2 separate regions of the Gossypium hirsutum genome follow, and region 1 is linked to region 2. The links are chromatin contacts, called in public Hi-C maps. All regions are on one chromosome and are shown on one strand. The core of a region is the stretch at or near the end of the contact, and the rest is flanking DNA. Distances in the headings are between cores, read along the strand shown.

The links. A called contact is a pair of places that touch in the nucleus more often than the background predicts.
Region 1: a Hi-C map of leaf shows a contact between it and region 2, with 2.2 times the contacts expected there. The contact joins the enhancer-like site here to the promoter of LOC107962243 in region 2. A contact is called at or near these places in 5 of 34 Hi-C or Micro-C datasets (leaf and seedling).

Annotation. Positions count from the first base shown.
Region 1 is chrA01:41,124,771-41,130,903 of Gossypium_hirsutum_v2.1, forward strand. No RefSeq gene overlaps it. Among protein-coding and RNA genes, the nearest start is that of LOC107917422, 55 kb to the right of the region's middle. Within about 2 kb of position 4,656, at least 8 of the 9 cell types and tissues checked have an H3K27ac peak or open chromatin away from gene starts, as enhancers often do. A contact at or near this core is called in leaf, where this site is marked.
Region 2 is chrA01:40,590,768-40,596,288 of Gossypium_hirsutum_v2.1, forward strand. It overlaps LOC107962243 (F-box protein At1g78280), which reads right to left and starts at 2,327. Exons shown (of 16, transcript XM_016898561.2): 1 at 1,773-2,327; 2 at 1,549-1,659; 3 at 1,372-1,427; 4 at 1,099-1,241; 5 at 668-865; 6 at 316-515; 7 at 1-12. The coding sequence starts at 1,924.

The DNA of each region.
Region 1 (6,133 bases), core at 3,406-5,905, 540 kb after region 2:
TTAAATAAAAAATAATTTAATAAATGTCGTCCCTAAAATTAAGACCAAACTTTAATTTAACATTTTTAGCCATGGCATTGATGATCTGACATGATAGGTCCTATTTTATTAAGTTTTATATCAAAACTTTATGGTTCTAACAAAAAAAATCATCATTTCTTCTGAGCAATGTCTTGTGTTGATCATAAAGTTCAAAGGGGTTGTAAGGTTGGTTACTATTGGAGGATAATTAGTAGCTGAAGCATTTTCTTGATTTTGAGGCTAGTCGTTAGGGATGTTGTCACTAGGATTAGTCATTTGTAAATGCTCATTACACTAATTGTTGATGGAAGGATTATGTTACACTAGGTGACAATTCACACGATAACTATGTGGAAAGCTATTGAAGGTTGTTGATTGTAAAGGAAATTGGGCAAAATGTCGATTAGTTCTTAAATGTCTATCCTTTTAGCAAAAACAAGGTTTCTATAACCTTATGAGATTGACCCCAAAGATGGGTGTCTACACAAAGAAGTCTAATGGACGGGTAATGGTAAACCCCTTACATGTGTGTCCAAACATGATTAACTAATATCATGTCATCTTCTTTTTATGACATCTATACAAATAATGAAACAAAGCTTTTTTTTTTTTTTAGATTTTATAAGAACGGTCCAATTTTAGTTTTAGTCCTTATAACATGCTTAGATTTCAAATTTAATTTTATACTTTAATTTTTACATAATTTGGTACCTCAACTTTTATTTGGACATTCTTTTATGAAGTTTGTCCAAATAATGAAACAAAGCTTCTTTTCTTTTCTTTTTCTTTCTTTTTTTTTTTTTGAGATTTTATAAAAATGGTCCAATTTCAATTTTAATCCCTATAACGTGCTCAAAATTTAAATTTAATTTTTGTACTTTAATATAAATGAATGTCCAAGGCATTCTTTTTAGGAAACTTGTCCAAATAATGAAACAAAGCTTTTTTTTTAGATTTTATAAGAATGGTCCAATTTCAATTTTAGTCTTTATAATATGCTCAAATTTTAGATTTAATTTTATACTTTAATTTTTTAACATAATTTGGTACCACAACTTTTATTTGGACATTCTTTTTTTATATTTGTCCAAATAATAAAACAAATATTTGTTTTAGATTTTATAATAATGGTCCAATTTCAATTTTAGTCCCTAAAATATGCTTAAATTTCAAATTTAATTTTTATACCTTAATTTTTTACTTAATTTAGTACCTCAACTTTTATATTGGCAAAGTTAGTCGAAATACTTCATTCTGATTAAAATGTTGACATGCATGTGTCCGAATATACAACCTTTTCACTTCTTTTTTGAGATTATATAAAAATGGTCAAATTTTAGTTTTGGTTCAATCTTTATGCTTTAATTTGAAATTCAATCTTTATGCTTTATTTTTTTATATAATTTAGTACCTCAACTTTTATATGTCATTGTTAGCATAAATATTTTATTATGATCAAAATGTTGGTATATACCTGTCCAAATACATAGCATTTTACCTTTTTTTGACATTATATAATAATGGTCAAATTTTAATTTTAGTCTCTATACTATACTCAAATTTGAAATTTAATTTCTACACTTAAATTTTTGACATAATTCGGTACTTCAATTTTTTTTAATATCATTAGTTAGTCAAAAAACTTTTTTTATTAAAATATTGATGTAAATTTTTAAGAATTGTCAACACTTTAAAATTTTATGTTAAATTCAAGTCTATTCCAATGCCCTTTTCTTACATGGCTACCATGTAATGCTTTATAGTTTTGATACGTGAAACTAGCGAATTTAATAGAACAATTTTAATAACATTAAAACCATACCAAAAATTTTAAGTTCCAAAAGTAAATGAATTAAATTCCTGAAAATAAAAATATTTAGATTAAATTTCAAATGTACAAAAAACATAGATATTTAGAACATATTTTAACCTTCAAATTTTTATTTTATAATTTAGTCTAAAAAATTAATTAACTCAACACAAAGCGTGGTGAAACCATACTAGTATATTAAATAATTAAAACAAGCCCACACCTAAAATGAGTAACAAGCTAACTCTAATTAGGTTAAAGATTATTACAAGTCCTTGTATCATATTAAAAAGTTCATTTTAGTCCTTTATTACTAAAAGGAGCATTTTAATCCCTGCATGTTTGAAAATATAATATTTTAGTCCCTACACATTAGCCTTACTGGTCATGAAATGGCATGGCTTAACGTCAACTGAGGTGATATTAAATCAAATTAAAAAGTTTACTTGTTTTGAAAAAATTGAATGACATGACTTAACGGTAGTTAACATGGACCAAAGAACAAATAATTTAAACGCAACAATTATGTACTAAAACTTAATCAAAAACAATTTGTGGTTAAAAACAAAATCAATTTCTTGTCTCTATTCATTCTTCAAAACTATTGTTTAGCATTTTGATTTAATGCTAAGCCATGCAATTTTATTAACGGTAAAATTAATGTGCAGAGACTAAAATATCATCATTTACAATATCATCATTTTAAATGTATAGAGAGTTAGAAACTAAAATATTTCATTTAATAATAAAGAGATTAAAATGAACTTTATCATATAGTATAAGGACTTGTAACATATTTTAATCGCTCTAATTATATATTATGTGAATAGACAAATAAATAAATTTCATGCACTTTAAAAAAGTTCATCAAAAATAAATTTGTGCAGATTTTTTAAGCGGGTAGAGTTTTATAAAAAAAAACAAGTTATTATTCAAAATAATGATAATAAATACATTTAATTAATTATGCTTAGTTTGAATATAAGATATTTATTGTTAGTATAGATGTAATGAATAAAAATATAATGAAATTAATAGGAAATCATAAAATAAAATTTAAAGGGAATTCATTCACACAGTTTAAAACTATTTTAATATTTATATTATGTAAGTGGATTTTTCTCTAAATTTAAAACATTTAAATATTTTTACCTTTTTATAATAGGAAAAATATTTGGTATACTACTAATAAAGTTTTTAGACTTCACATGTAAGATTAGGGGATTGATAAGTATTTTATAAGAGTATAATAAAATATTTTAAAAATATATTTTAAAAAAAAGACACATGTTAATTTTTTAAAATTACTTGTGGAATAAAAATATATACTATTAATGTACCAAATACTCACCCGTTATAATATTAATATCATTATGTTATCAATTGTTCCTCATTCTAGTTACTTTATAATTTAAAATGCAATTAAATCTCATGTATTAAGTAATGGTCAGAGTTTACCACTGCATAATTATTTCATTAAATACAATAAATAGTAATTTAAGAAAATATGGCATATGTTACTAATAAGTAACTATTATGTATGTTTGAAAGAATATCATATTTTACAATGCTCTCTAGTTCGCAACTTTCCGGTGACAATGAGGATGGCGAAACCCACCCCGATAATGACAGAAATACCAAAAAAGTGAGGTTCAAAGATAATCTTGTTGAAGATGATATATCCATGGATGGGGATCCAGCCCCAGAAGAAAATTTGTCATGGAAAGACAAACTTTTGGGGGGCTCTTCGGGTGAACTTAGTCCAAATCGCATTGCTTTTTCTGAAGGGAGTGATATTGATTTTGAGTTACTTGAAGGGGACGTTAATAAAACTATCCTTGATGGTGTTCCGGCTATCTCTTTCTCTGATCGCTTAAAAAATATCCTGTTTAAAGAAATGGAGCTAACGATCATTGTCAAATTGTTAGGGCGTAACATTGGTTACAACGCTTTACACAATCGAATTTTCTCTCTTTGGAAACCAATGAAATCTATTCGTATAATGGATACCATCAACGGGTATTACCTTGTTAAATTTCAGGCCGTTGAGGATTATAACAGAGTCTTATCGCAAGGACCTTAGACTGTTTACGGCCAATATTTGACAGTGCAACCTTGGACCAAGCATTTCAGTCCAGAGCAACCCTATCCTAGCATGGTGCTAGCCTGGATTCGTTTGCCGAATCTCCCGGGACATCTCTACAAAAGAAAGATAATAGAGGCTATTGAAAGTCTCATTGGAAAAGTCGTCAAACTCGACGTTCAGACGGATAATCAAACCAGAGGAAGATTCGCGCGTTTAGCCGTCTATATTAACTTGATAGAACCTTTGATTTCTCAGGTTCTAGTTGATGGAGTAGTTCAGCAAGTGGAATACGAATCCTTCCCGACTGTCTGTTTCTCTTGCGGCAAATACGGGCACGTTAAAGATTTGTGCCCACTATCTGAAACGGAACAAAATCGGCCAGTACCTCTAGGTGAGCCGGCGACGGTGGTAGGTGACACAAATAAAGGCAAGTCGGACGGCGTCTCTTCAGCTAACGGAACCGGAGGAAAATAGGCAGATTTTGGGCCATGGATATTAGTAGAGAAGCGATATTCTCGGCGGGGGAAGAAGGATTCTCTAGCGGAAATCACGGGGAAATAAAAAAATCAGGCTTTAGGGTCTCGATTCTCGACGTTGATGGGGGAGGAGGATCTTTGTGATGAAAGGAGATCTTCGGATGGAGGAGATTTAGGGGGGCTAATAGAAAGGAGGGTGGTGCTCAAATTAATCTTAAATCTAGGGTTAATCAAGAGAATGGGGAGTTTCTTTCTAACAAGGCCGGACATGTAGGTGGATTTGTGGGCCTTACTAATGGGTCTGATAGGGGCATGGAAGTGGGTAGAGTCTCTTTACAAGAAACGGGTCAAAAGTATAATAAGAGTTTGGACAAAGCTTTGGGGAAGAGGCCAATAATTTTAGACGGTCATTTGGGAAACATTGGGGATCAATCGGCTAAATCTCCCTTTTCTTTTTCAAATTCTATTCCAGTGGCCCCGAATCCTAATTTTTCTAAAACTAATAATTCTTCTAATGGTGCAGATGGTCAAGGCCTTTTGGTTCCTAATAATTTGAGCAGTTTAGACATTGAAAATATGGAAAAAATTAAAGCAAGATACAACCCTGTATTTGACGAATCCGAAGGCATTATTGTCCCTATCTCCGATAATACACTAGACCCAGGTAAGCATTCAGCTATTATTTTTAATAATAATAATAATAATAATAATAATGTTCCTTCTAACCAGCAGGTTAAATTGGATTCAAGACCCATGGAACTCCCGAATGTGGTCGTGAACACTCCAATAAATAATTCCAAACACCAAAAAGGCGGTAGTTCCCGAAGCAATCGTAAGCCCTCTTTTACTTTATGGGGTCGAGGTAGTCGTTTCAAAAATTCTGGAAACACACGCATTTCTCTTGCTGAGTCCATGAAGAAGATGGCGGAATTTTTATCTTCCAAAATTCCCAGCTGTAATCCAAGTGATGTATCCGAGATTGCTGAATCTGAGTTGGAAGGTAAAGAAAGGTCCTAAAAGATAGGTTTGTTTTTTCTTTCTCTCATACTTTTTGGTTTTAATGAATATCACTATATTTTCCTAGAATTGTCAAGGATGTGCTAATATTAAGTTTCTTAGAATTTTTTGAGAGTATGATATGGAATATAAACCTGACATTGTTAGCTTTCTTGAGCCGAGAGTCAGCGGGGCTAAGGCTAACAAAATTATTGCTAAGTTGGGATTTCAGTACTCACATCGGGTGGAGGCAATTGGGTTTTCTGGAGGCATTTGGTTAGGTTAGAAAGACTCTGTTTGTCTTGAGGTGATTTGTAATCATTCGCAATTCATCTTAACTCGGGTTTGGAAGAAACCTTCAGTACATCCTATCATGATTTCTTTCGTGTATGGTAGTCCCAATAGGCAAAAGCGTCAACTTCTTTGGGATAATTTAAGGAATATTGTTTTTCTTGGTCAATTTCCCTGGATGGCCATTGGAGATTTTAATGCGATCCTTGCATCTTCTGAAAAGACTGGAAGTCTTACTGAAGGTATACGCTGCCCCCATTTTGGAGATTTTGTTGAATCGGCGAATTTGCTTGACTTAGGTTTCAAAGAACCACCTTTCACTTGGCATAGAGGTTCTTTGTCTGTTAGACTTGATCGCGCTTTGGGGAATGGGGCTTGGATACAGAATTTTCCCAATTGTAGGCTTATTCACCTTCCAAAAATTAAGTCGGACCATCGTCCTATTCTTTTGGT
Region 2 (5,521 bases), core at 1,077-3,576:
TACAACGCCCACCTGCCCAAAAAATTGACAAATGACATCCTGGATATCAGCTTTTCAGCCATAGTGAAGAAACAAAAAAGACAACCTTATGCAGCCAAATTCAGTTATCAGGCACTTTATGGACTAATAACCAGAGCACTAGTATAAGGTCAAATGAAATCAATAAAAGATAAAGTTTAATGAAGTTGTTGGATATTCCTAAATGAGCTCCACAAACAGACTTCCACTGTTATTAAGCAGGAGGCACAAAATGTGAAATCCAAAATCACCACATGGAAGCATTTTATAAATACAGAGGTAACATCTCAAAAATACCTTTTAAGACCACATAGAAGGGTATTCCAGGCGCTGGTAAGTGCTGGATCAACATGCCAAGAGGCACCAGACCTCTCTGGCCCAATGATAAGCCATCTGAATGGTGGTCGACTATCTCTATCTAGAACATCAAAGAAGTCTTCTTGAAATATTTGGGCCACATTGTAATCTTCCAATAACCCAGGTGCAGATTCTCCAAACTACATGACAAACAATCATAATACTTTGAGGTTTTTCTAAAGAGGCCACTATTCCATCATGCTCCCCAAGGAGAGGGAAAAAAAAGCCAAGCACATACTTGCACATAAATAGGCACACAAATGTATGAATGTTATGACTACCCTAAGCTCACCTTGTGATCAAAAATATAAAGAGGATCCTCATCATGCTGTTCGTTCATGTATGATACATAATCCTTGAATTTCATTGAAATTTTTCCAGCAGTTCTTTGAGAGATCTTAAATGCTGTATCTCCATATTTGAGCAGTAGTTTGTCAATTGTCCAATTAGTCCTTGCGGGCCAATACTCGGCCAATCCAGTGAGCAAAACCTGGAATGTAATTAGCAAGAACCCCATCCAAAAAGCAGAAATTGTTATCCAGCTGCTTAACTCATAAAATCTGGCATTAAGGAAGAGTGCAACATTTACAGATATAATGCAACAGATTTCTTTTAAATACTCAACAAAGGACAAATATGTAGGGGATACCATAGCAATCATTGACAGAAGCAGTGAGTTCAACACAATTTACTGAAAACAAACATAAAATATATGTAGCATACCGGTTTTTTCCCATCATATTCGCGATCAAACTGTTCCTTTGATAAATCGTTTTGTCTTTCAACATTTCCATCATCGAAAGAAAATCCGTCTAATGTAGTATGGCACCTATATAATCTTTTGTATAAGAAGAAAGAGTGAAATCCTGCAGCCCCCTCCCCCCCCCCCAAAAAAAAAATATAATATATATATGTTAACAATTACTCAAATCAATGCCATCATTTAAATAAAGAAAGGATTTATTTTCATAAAAACAAAAACGTGAGGCTATTTACCATCAAACTGCAATGGTTTTCGGCAATAGTCTATATATTTATTCGGCAAATTCTCTCTGCATTAAAATTATTATAAATAAATAAAAAGCCAGCGATATTAGATACTAAAATACAAAATTGAAGCAAAAAGAAAATAGGAAATTTAAGTTTCAGTTTCAGCTGCAAAGATGAAAATACAAATGCAACGTCGTCTTTTTCCAGGAGCCTTTGTATGGAAGTGGACCGTTGACTTTCTTGAGGCAAAGGCTCATCCAAAGCGGCTCTTCATTGCAGAATATATACATAACACTAAAAATGCAAACTCAAAATAAGAAAATATATTAGACAGAAGAAGATTAAAAAGCGAGAATATGGGAATTGGAAAAATTAAGAATAAAAAGAGAGCAAAGAAAAACAAAAACCTGCTGACACAAGCGAGACGAGCTATTTCAAGAGGAGTGAGGTAATCTAAGATGGCACAAATGAGTTCGTCGGGGAGGAGGTTGAAGTTGCCCAGGGCATCCACGCGGCGGTCTTTGAGATGCAAACTCTGGGATTCATGAGAATTTTCCATTGATGAGTTCAGGTTTTTTTTATTTTGGGGGGGGGGGGTCAGAGGGAATATGGGGATCGATCGAAGCAAACAGATTAAAGGTAATATAGATTTGTTTCGTCGTCTTTTAAACAACTTTGCTTGGAAATAACGCAGAGCGCGTTGCCACGTGTCTACTAAGACTTTCAATGCTATATATTAATTAAAATTTATAACTTCCATTGGAAGAAAAGTCACAAGCAGAGAAAGATGTCTCGCACAAGATAAATAATATGGGTAGTACAACAGAGAGTGCAAGAGGTCGAAAAACCCTAAGATACAAACTAAGGAAATAGGAACAATCTTAAGTTGAATCAGGTTTCCACCATCGAAAATAAAAAAAGAAGGGGGAGACTCAAGCAAATAACATTAGCAGACAATCAGCAGGGCAAATCAATCGGCCAGACGAGATGTATCTAAGTTACAACCATATCCTCTATATGGGCTTAACTCCGAAACATCATTGTATAAAAGTCCAACTTTTAGACACTATCTCATCCATATGTTTAAACTAATGGACCATTCCCATCACATAGGATATGGGCTCAATCAATTAAATTAATACATATTATCATTTTTTTTTATGTCATTGTTACATATAAATTTTTTTCTAGTCAATTACAAACATTTAACTCCATCTCTCCCCTAATCTTCCAATTTCGCTCCATTATCTCTGCAACTGAAACTTCTCGAAGCTCTAAATAATTTCATTTCTCTAATATCAGCTTTAATTTAAACAAAATGTTCTCCAAACAAAGACTGACGATTTCGTTATTCATATATAAAAAATAAACTTGTTTCAACAAGCATGTTTTTAAAATGTAAAATCATTTATATAATATCACTCGCAAAATTTATCTGTAAAATAAAATTTTCACTGTTTTCTTAAACCAAAACAGTCCAAATGATGAAAATAAAGAAAATGTTATTATTTTTGAATTTAGAGTTGAATTGAATTCAACAAAACTATCAAACTTAATTTTTTTTTTGATAAGTGAAGAATTCATTACCAAAAAGAAAAAAAAAACCTGCTACATGAACAACATCACTCAACAAGAAACTATACAACAAAACTATACATTCATGTACTAGATAAGCCCCAATTCAAGCAAAGGTGTTTGTTAATGGTGTACATCTTATTAATCTGTTTACCATTCAGCCGAACTCTCAGCACTTCTTGAATTCTTGCAAGCAAGACCTCCACCAGATTAGAAGGTTTGCCAAAGAGTCTGCCATTCCGCTCAAACCAAATGATATGTATAAATGCAGTCCATGCAAGTTTGAGAATGCAAACTATGAGAGACTTACCTTTCAATTAATTCATAGCCCAATTCAACTCTTGAATCCAAGTCCCAATAGATCTTGTAATGCCGTAGAGAACCAAAATCAATCCCCAAAGCCCTCGGGCGAACTCACGTTCAAAAAAGATGCAGTCTCTTGTTTTCAGTAGCAGAGGAACATTAAAGGCAACTGCTATCAATGTTAAAACCACAAGCAATTAACCAATCTCTTATAGGTAGCCTGTTCAAAATATCCATCTATGCAATAAGTGAGTGTTTAGGCACATGAAGTGGAAACCAGATAAGCCTCTGCCTTTTCCCCTTTCATTTGAGTAGGGAACCGCAAAATAAATTCAGCAGCAAGATCCCTCAGATTAAGGAGCCTCCTCCATGTCCAACTACTAGAGGAATTCAAAGAAACATTCCAAAAAGAATCCCCTTTTGACGCATACATTTGGATCCAAGCAATCCGTAAGGAACCCTCAGAAGCAAGCAAGACTGGAATTAGTTAAGACATGCAAACTTTGTTCCACTCCTCTAAATTTCTGATGCTTAATCCTCTCTCTGACTTGAGTAAGCAGATGGTGCTCACCCTAACCCCTACAGCACTGCTATTGGACCCCTTCTAGAAAAATCTTAGGGACAACTAGGTAGTACTCTAGAGAACAAACTTAGGTAGAAGGTACTATCTGCTCTATAAAGCTTGCACGCTGAAGAGAACATATTTGATCAGTTGAAGTTTACCAGCAAAATTAAGTGTTTGGGAGACCAATAATTAATCAGACCAATAATTAATCCTACAAGTTATCTTCTCAATGAAGGGTTTGCAATCAACATTAGGCACCAAAGGCACACCAAGGTAATGTATGTAAACCCAATTACAGCCACCATGACAAGGAAGATCTCAGTCTTAGCAGCATTGAGTTGAAGGCCAAAAATAGTGTAAAATTCTTACAAAATACACCAGACTCCAACCACTGAATCAGCTAAACCTTTTACAAAGATTAAAAGATCATTTGTAAATGAGAGGTGAGTTAGAATTATCCTATGACACTTTGGATGAATGTCACACTCAGATTGTAAAATCTTATGTAGCAAAAGAGTTTGGCATACTAAATTCAAAGGTTCTCTAATCTGGCGGGTTTTTTTTGCAAATAAGAACAAGTAGCGGGCTGGTTGAGGGAAAGTTGGATTTCAACCATAGTTCCGTTAGTTTTGAACTAAGTATATGTTAGTGAGAGACATGATGATTAAGGTATTTCTAGGTGGCTGTGAATTGGTTTTAGTTAAAGGGGTTGGAGGGACTATATATATCCTTCACCGGGAAGGATTCTTTTATTTTTCTGTTCTTCTTCTTCATTTCTCTAGTTTGCAATAAAAGAGAGAAGATTAAGGAACGTTCGTGCATGGAGAGCAGAGATTGAGGTTTAAGTATTAGAAATTAGAAATCTTGTAAGCTGGTAAGTTTTCTAATATCCTTGTATTATCAGAATTAAGAAAAAAAAGCTAGTTAAGGATTTTAGTTCATTATTGGTTCTACTCTGTTTTGGGTAAAATGGCAAGTAACCATTTATATGACCCTTGCATGCAAAGAGATTATGGTTTCTATTATAATGAATAGGCGTAGTTGGATTCTAAAATGGTTGTTATGTTGTATTGATTAAAGAGGCTCGAGTAACAAGGGAATAGGGCTTAGTAGATGGATTTGGCGTCAACTTCCAGGTGAATTCCTATACTCAGCTAGTAAATGGATGTTTTTGTATAGTTTCATGAGTAGAATAGGTTTACTTTAGTGTTATGTGAATGATGAATTATCGAATGGCCAAACTACGAGTATGTTATAGCGAAGCAATGATACATGGTAATTGTAAATAGTGAGGTATGAAAATTTACTATTGGTTGTAAGCTAGTTGTGTTGGGTAAACAGTTTGTTTGGTGTAATGCATTATTGTATATTAAAATGATATGGCTGGCTGATAGTATGTATGATTATGATATTTCAATGCAATGATTGGCATGTTGTATGTCATATGATTCATAGCATTTATTGGTAGAATGTTTGTATGATATGCATTTTATTTATGTGGCTTTGTGGAGGTTTGGATGGTTATGCATGGGTTGCATATGCATTATATGTGTGTGACTTTGATGGAGGTTTCGTTGGATTGAGCTAAGAAATGATATTTGAAATGATATAGAGAACGGTGCGCACCAGTATATGAGACCCCCTTGTGTGGGAAGTATAAGAGCCCTTAGTAGGATGAATGGAAGACCATAGCCATGGAAATACTATATATGT